Linked DNA regions of Gossypium hirsutum: region 1 is linked to region 2. A link is a contact called in public Hi-C data. All regions are on one chromosome and are shown on one strand. Each heading gives the region's core, a stretch centred on a gene start, on an enhancer-like site or on the middle of the called end of the contact. The rest is flanking DNA. Distances are from core to core; before and after follow the strand shown. Region 1 holds the start of LOC107935852 (protein CHROMATIN REMODELING 4). Region 2 overlaps LOC107928740 (a long non-coding RNA gene).

Region 1 (3,789 bases), core at 625-3,124, 260 kb before region 2:
TTTCAGCAATACAACTTGTTACAAGACCGAAAGGCAACTACGAAGCAACAATGGTTTTATTACTCCAAAGAATGGTGAAGGATGCATGCAAACAGACTGAAAGCATTTCAGAAAAGCGGTTTTTTTTTTTTTTTAAAGCAGAGGGTAGGAAGAGGGAAATCATACTGAATTACTTAAAACATAAACTCATGATATTGAACACCTCATTTATTCCAGTTTCTAGACGAGGCCAAACAAACTCAACTTCAGATTAGTCTTTTGTAATTCAACCAACTTCAAACTGCCGCGAATAGGCAACATCACAGTTCACATTATTCTCAGTGCTTGTTTCTAAACTGTCAAAATTGAAGTACCAATATAAAAAAACCTAATTCAACTAAAGCAACAGAATCAATCCATGTAAATACCAAAAGAAAGTCACTATGGTTTAATTAAAAAGGTGAACATAATAGTCAAACCAAATCCAAACTCCATATTCTACATAGAGCAGAAGCAACAACGGAATCAGACAATATGACAGAAGTAGCATCATTAATCCAGGCATCATCTATGGGATAAAAAAAATGAAAAATCGGAAGTAACAGCATTTACCCAGGTTTGACACATTCTACACTCAATTCAATCAGCAACAAGAACAAATGCAAGCCTAAATCCCAGTGGTAAATTAGAACAGCTTGGGAAATGTAATAGCTAGGAGCCACTATCTAGTCTAGGAATGAAATAAAACATCTAAACCAAACAAATGACCATAAAATGCACAGCAAATTAACACGGAAAACGAGCCAAATTGAAGAATCAGTTTCGAAAATTCAATATATGCATAAAACGTTGAGCTTGCATTGAACTGAAAACCCCATTTCAACAAAACTCACCTGCAATGACAAACTCACTCACAGAACCCCAATTTCGGAATTACTGCAAAAGCCCACCAAATTTCAATCAAAGTATAAACACAAACCTCCCAAACATGAAAACAACAGAGAACATGCAATAAAACATCAGAATACACATAATAGACAGCTCAAGGCACCTAAATTAGAAAACCCCAAAGCTAAAAAAAGGAAATAAGTAATACCCAGATAGGAAAAGAAGCTTACCAACCTTGCTCGTGGATCAAAGAATCAAAACCAAGTGGAATAATATGAAGAGTAACAGATTGAGAGATGTAGTGAATAAAAACAGATGGAGGAGGAGAGAGAAGGGAGGGTATTAGGGTATAGCAAAGCAAAGAAAAGGGAGCGAAGAGAGAGAGATACGAGACAGAGAGAGAAAAGGCAAAGACACGAGAAAAAAATGAAAATAAATATAGAGAGAATTGACAAAAATAATAAAAATTAACCCCAACTCGAAAAATAAAAATAAAGAGAGAAAAGGTGTAAAGAGAAGGATAGGGGGTTTTATAGAGAGTGAAGAGAGCATACGATACGGATTCGCCGGGGAAATAGGGGACGGACGGGGTTACCACTCTGACATGGCAGCGCATGAGAAAGAGAGATATTAAGGAAAGGGAAAGCAGCCCTTCCTCCTCCCCTCTCTCCCTCTCTCCCTCTCTCTCCTACCTAACCACTGATGATGTGCCACGTGGCTTCACCAGACGCCACTTCCTATTTTGTTTGCCCTTTTTCTTTTTGTTTTTCTACATTCCTTGTCTATTTTTATTTCCTTTCTCTTCTCCCCAAGCCCAAAGCCACCACACCACTGCCCACGAAAGAACCTTGCTTTCCTTTCGCTCTCCTCTCCTCGTAATCGCCGCCATGCTTTGCCTTTGCTTTGCTTTGCTTGGACTTGGATCAGACCCCTCTTATTGTATACGCTGCTGTCTCTTATTAATATTATGCCTTCTTTTCTTTCTTTAATCTTTTTTTATTTCCTCTTACTCGGTTTTGTTTTGTTTGATTCCGACATTGCTTCGAGGTTTTTTTTTTTTTATCAATTTTCGTTTTGTTGAGATACTCATTAAATATTTTAATACCAATCTTCGATTTTCTAACGAGCACTTTTCTTGGTTTTAAGGGTTAAGCTTATAAGTATAACTAGTTATGTATAATAAAAACTAAGAGATTTATAATTTTTATAAATTTTAAAGTTTACTTACTAAATCTAATCCAGATTTATTATTTGCTATTTAACTACATTATCCGTTAAGCATTTAATAAGTGTAAATAATTTCAAATAACAACTTTAAAATGTAAAATGTATAAGTTTTCCTCCTTCCAATTAATTTTGAGTTGCTTTATCGAGATTAGAAGTAAAAAGGTTTCTAATTCAACGAATTAGGTCAATTCCAATTATGATTTACAAGCAATTTCTTTTACATCTTTAATTTAAGCTGCAGGTCCTATTTTGGAGACAGAAATCCCCTTATTAATATCAGGTCTGATTCCAGCATTAAATAGATCGATGAATAAGAATATTTGTTTATCTTTAATGAAAACTACGTTAGTAGGAATATATGTAATAACTTCTCTCGATTGGGTCTCAATTATTGGTAAAACAGTCATACTTCCTTCACCTAACTAAGAACCTAATTTAACGACTATTTCTAAAAGATGTGAATGCAAATAAAAATATTCTCTAGATAAGTTTTGTGACCCAACGATCTTCGTAATAGAAGAGACATTTGACACTTATCCTAATATTAAAAGACTTGTCTCGTCGTGACATTCTCTTGAATTCTCAAAACTTCTCTCACTAGATCCCTACAGTGACAAAGAACCCCTTGCCATCTCGGCTATGCTACTGGAAGTTCAAGGGAAGTCGGAATGGGGGAACACTCATATTGAGGTGGGTCCTTCTCAGTCCTCTCAATGTTCTAATGCCCACACCAGATATGGATCGAACTGTCTCACGACATTCTGAACTCAACTCATATACCACTTTAAAGGGCGAATAGCCCGATGTGTATTAATCAAATTTTATTTATTTCTTTCTTAAAATTTTTGAAAATTTCTGTAACGTTTCATTGATAATACAATTATAAAATTTAAACGTACTAATACATGATGCAATACATTCATCATATCTAATAAAGATTCTTAATAGTACACACTCAGTGACTAATAAAGGAAAAGTAAAAGGAAAAGTACTTAAGTAAAAGTGGATAATCATGTTAATTAAAATTTTATACATCTCTTGTCTAAGCTTATTCTCAAAAAAGAAGTTTCATAAAAAATGACAGCAACCTCTTCAGCCCGTCCATCTGTCTCCAATGCTCTCATTTCAATGCCTAGTTTTCCACTAAAATCTCACTCTGCTAAGAAGATTTACTACTTATATGAAGCCACTTATTTAAGAGTGGAAGGGAAAGTTCAGCTTACTGAACTTCCTATTGTAAATCTTTATAGTACTTATAAAAGACCCACCTTTTCTCCTGTAAAGAGTATCAAATCTTTGATCCAACATTCTCCAAAACAAGTTCGAGAATACGTTCAAGCCTCCAGATTTATAATAAATTTTAAAAAAAACATTATTTTGAAATTAATTTTAAACATAAATATCATAATAATAGATTGTGTAAAATTCTATTTTTATGTACAGATTCTAATTTAATTTTAATTATTAATTAGTGGATATGGATTGTTTGTTAAATTTAAATAATGTGACCAATTAATAAATCATTCAAATATTATTTTTTTTAAATATATATTTTTCAATTTAAATAGTATATTTAAATTCTAAAAATAGTGATAAATTTAAAAATAACTTTTTAAATGGTTTTAAAAATTACAATAGCTTTTTCAAGTAAAATTGTAAATTGAATTTCTAAATTATTAAATGTAAGAAAATTGG
Region 2 (3,781 bases), core at 876-3,375:
ATTGACATATTGTGTTAAGTTGAGGGTTAAATTTGTTGAATTTTTTGAATTAGGACCAAATTGATAGAAGGCTAACTTTGTTATTATGCCAATGAAGAAATGGCCATGTCAACATTCTGTTACTGATTTAATGAATGAGTGACTGAAATATTAAATTACGATAACATTAGTGATTAAAATAGTAATTTTTAAACTTAAGTGACTAAAATATAAACACGCTAATAATTAGTTGACTATTTATATAGTTTACCCTGGTTATATATATATATACACACACACATGTGTGTATTAACAATTCTAGTAATAGTTATATACTATGGGAGGGATCCACTTACACTATACTCTTTCGTATCTCTTTGTACGATTAATATTTTAATTATTCAACTGTCACATATAAATCATGCATGTCAAATTTGATGTAAATTAAAAATTTTATAACTATTTCTTTTATGTAAAAAAATTAAATTGTTTAACAAATATATATATATATATAGTATTATCATATTATGTAATAGTGTATCATCTATTACAGTTAGCGGACTAAAACCGATTTAACTGACCCAATCAAGTCAATTCAGTCAAATCGATTGGTAAATTAGGTTTTGATTTTGGACCAATTAATAGTTATATATATGTATGTATTAATGGTTTTAAAATATATTATTACTCTATATAATACTATATCACATACTATAATAGTTATATATAATATATTAATTATCATTATATATTATTGTTTATTATAATGGTTGAAAACACTCTAATACTCTTTTGTATATTTGAAAGTTAGCTCTCCTACTATATTATATAATATTATATCATATCATATATAATATATTAATAGTTTATATATATGCATTGATAGTTAAACATTATAACATTATATAATACTATATCACATACTAAAATAGTAGCATAATATAGTAGTTATTAATTATCATTATTTATTATTATACTAATTAAAATATGTTTTAAATTCATTTACTCTAAATTTATATGCTTTTTGTTTATTTGAAAGTTGGCCCTACTATGATACAGCACCCAGTATACTACGTGTGTGATGATGGATGCTAGGGAACTTACTCTTTTCAACCCTTGCTTAAACCAAAATGGCAAGGGTTCCCACCCACAAAATGGCGAGGGGTGAGAACAAAAAATTTTGGTTCCTTAATAGCTTTCAATTATGTTTGACAAGTTCTTTTAGTTGGCAAGGGTGCCAATTAATAATTGGCGATTATGCATTAATTATTGATGCAAAGTTTGGTTGGTAATCGTATTGATCGATTCATTTTGTTTAGAATAAGTGGAGAGTCAAAAATATATGTTGGTTGAGTTTAGTAAAGAAGTTGGGACCTGGAACTTATTTAGTTGATGGGTTTTTCTAGGAAAATGGAAATAAAAAAGATGGAGAGTAAAGATGAAGCCAGAACAATCTTTTAAGAGGACCGAATAAAATTTTAATTTTTTGTAGTCTATATTTTTATAAATTTTAAAAGATTTAATTGAAATTTTATAATTTTAAGAAGACAAAAATATAATTTTATCTTTACTAATTTTAAATATTTAAAAAAATTAAATACATAAATAATAATTTTACATTTTAAGAGTCGGTATCCATAACAGCTCCTTAGATTCACCACTAATGGAGAGAGGAGAGGAGAGGAATGATCCCTAAAAATGAAATCTTTAATGATGTACTCGTATAATGACACTTATTATGGTATAAGGTAATTATAGGATAGTATTGATGTTATATATAGCAATACTAATAGAATACCGACAAGCATGAAGCAACCGCTGTGAATTAGTTTCAGTTTCAATTATTGTCATGTATAATATATAGTTTAGTGTTGGGGTTTGAAATGTTTGCACCAAGACATGATTGCAGTTGAAGAAAAACTGAAGTGCTTCGTAGATGCATAGTCAGTGGTTAAAATCATATTCGATTAATAGGAAATATAATAATAGAATATTTTATTTGAAATCGTGGCTCGATCGTCTAAAAGAAAACAAAAGACTGCTGTGGTATCAGTAGATACGTGGCCGACAATCCCTTATATCTCTAACCAATCCCAGTCGCCTTGTCTGTTCAAATATTAATATATCAAGCACCGGCCTTCCACATATGATTGTCACTGTGATATAAATAAAGATTGCGCACATGATTTTGGGGCCCATTGGACAGTGGGCTTTAAAAGCTTCCATCCTCGCCTTGGGTCAACCAAATCTGCAGTTGCTATCTACGCCTACAATTATAGATAAAAGAAAAGAATTATTTAATAATTATATTTATTAAAATTTGATAAAAATAACAAATGAGATTTTGATTGAATAATAAAGTTTAAAGGATCAGAATTATAAACATGGATTCAAATCTAATTATATAGGAATATTTTTATATTTTTGTATATAAAAGATTTAGAGTGACAAAAATACCATCAAAATAATATAAGTTACTTTGTAAAGTAAGAATATTCTATTATTATACAATTAATTAGTGGTCGATTGAGTCACGACACTAATTTAATCAAATGTTTATTATATAATATAAATAAATTTAGAAAATTATTGACACTCTTTTTTTTACAAAGTAAATTTTACTATGAAAGTGTTTTATTATATATATAATTTAGAAAAAAAAAATACATGCAACATAGAATTTAAACCTAAAACACTATGCTATTCAATGTCTCAAATTTATCCTTTCAACTAAAATTTTATTTATTTTTAATATAAATATTTTTCAAAAAAATTTCACATGGCCAATTTGCCAATATCCGATTAATATTTAATACATTTCTACAGATTTTCAGTTAAATCACAATGCGGATAAATGAGAATTTTAATAGGGTAAATAAAAATATATAAAAGTCTTAAAAAATAATTTTATTTAAGACTAAATGAAAAGTTTAAGAATTTAAAAAGTGATCAAAATATGCAATTAATGTTTCTATTTTGTATATTGAGAGAACAAATATTATCCCAAAGAGATTAACTGCATCCTAAGAGGGTAACAACTTTTAACAAAGTCACTGAACAAGCAGTACTTAAATTGCTTTCATAATAATATGTCGTTAAAGTGTAACATCCTAAATCTGACCTAGACAGTACGGTCAGATTGTGGAGGTTACATCATTACCTAATGCTTAAGTTTTGGTGAAAACCTCTTCCAACTTTAAGAAAATCCAATTTCATATATCTTATAGAAAACGTATCGATTTTCGAAAACCCGTGAGTATTTTGAGGTAAAACCCCTATTTAATAGCTTTTACTAAAACAGATCCAACTTACGTAATTCTTTACGAAACAAAACATTCTAGCGAATTTCAACAAAATTTGGCTTCGAAACCCTTTTAGCAACTTGGTCTTATTTATCCCTAGTTTATTTTTTGTCGTCTTGTTTTAAATACTGATTAAAAACCATAATTTTTACAGAACCAAACACCAAAATAAAATTTGAAATCCCAAACAAAATTAAAACGTTCCAAAAGTCTGTAAAAGTCCATAAAAAATATCAGTCCGGAACGTACTAAACCAAAAGCGTGGAAACCGAGGTCCTGTATCGCTGTCCAATGCTAAGTCTGAAGATCACCTGAAATGAAACAAACAAACACGTGAACTTTACGCCCAGTGTGTGATATGTCCCACACAAACAAAACAATATAAATATATACCAGAACGTATCATAGCATATCAGATTCCATTTCAGAACATATCTTATACATATCATATCAAATTTCATGTTAGAACATATCTTATAATATATCATCTCATACCACAT

Evidence for each region. A called contact is a pair of places that touch in the nucleus more often than the background predicts.
Region 1: a Hi-C map of leaf shows a contact between it and region 2, with 4 times the contacts expected there. The contact joins the promoter of LOC107935852 here to the enhancer-like site in region 2. A contact is called at or near these places in 2 of 34 Hi-C or Micro-C datasets (both in leaf).

The regions. Positions count from the first base shown.
Region 1 is chrA12:9,505,782-9,509,570 of Gossypium_hirsutum_v2.1, reverse strand. It overlaps LOC107935852 (protein CHROMATIN REMODELING 4), which reads right to left and starts at 1,874. Exons shown (of 12, transcript XM_041082671.1): 1 at 1,098-1,874; 2 at 1-37.
Region 2 is chrA12:9,241,490-9,245,270 of Gossypium_hirsutum_v2.1, reverse strand. It overlaps LOC107928740 (a long non-coding RNA gene), which reads right to left. Exons shown (of 4, transcript XR_001692703.2): 3 at 3,531-3,592; 4 at 1,928-2,246. Among protein-coding and RNA genes, the nearest start is that of LOC107928740, 3.5 kb to the right of the region's middle. Within about 2 kb of position 2,125, at least 4 of the 9 cell types and tissues checked have an H3K27ac peak or open chromatin away from gene starts, as enhancers often do. A contact at or near this core is called in leaf, where this site is marked.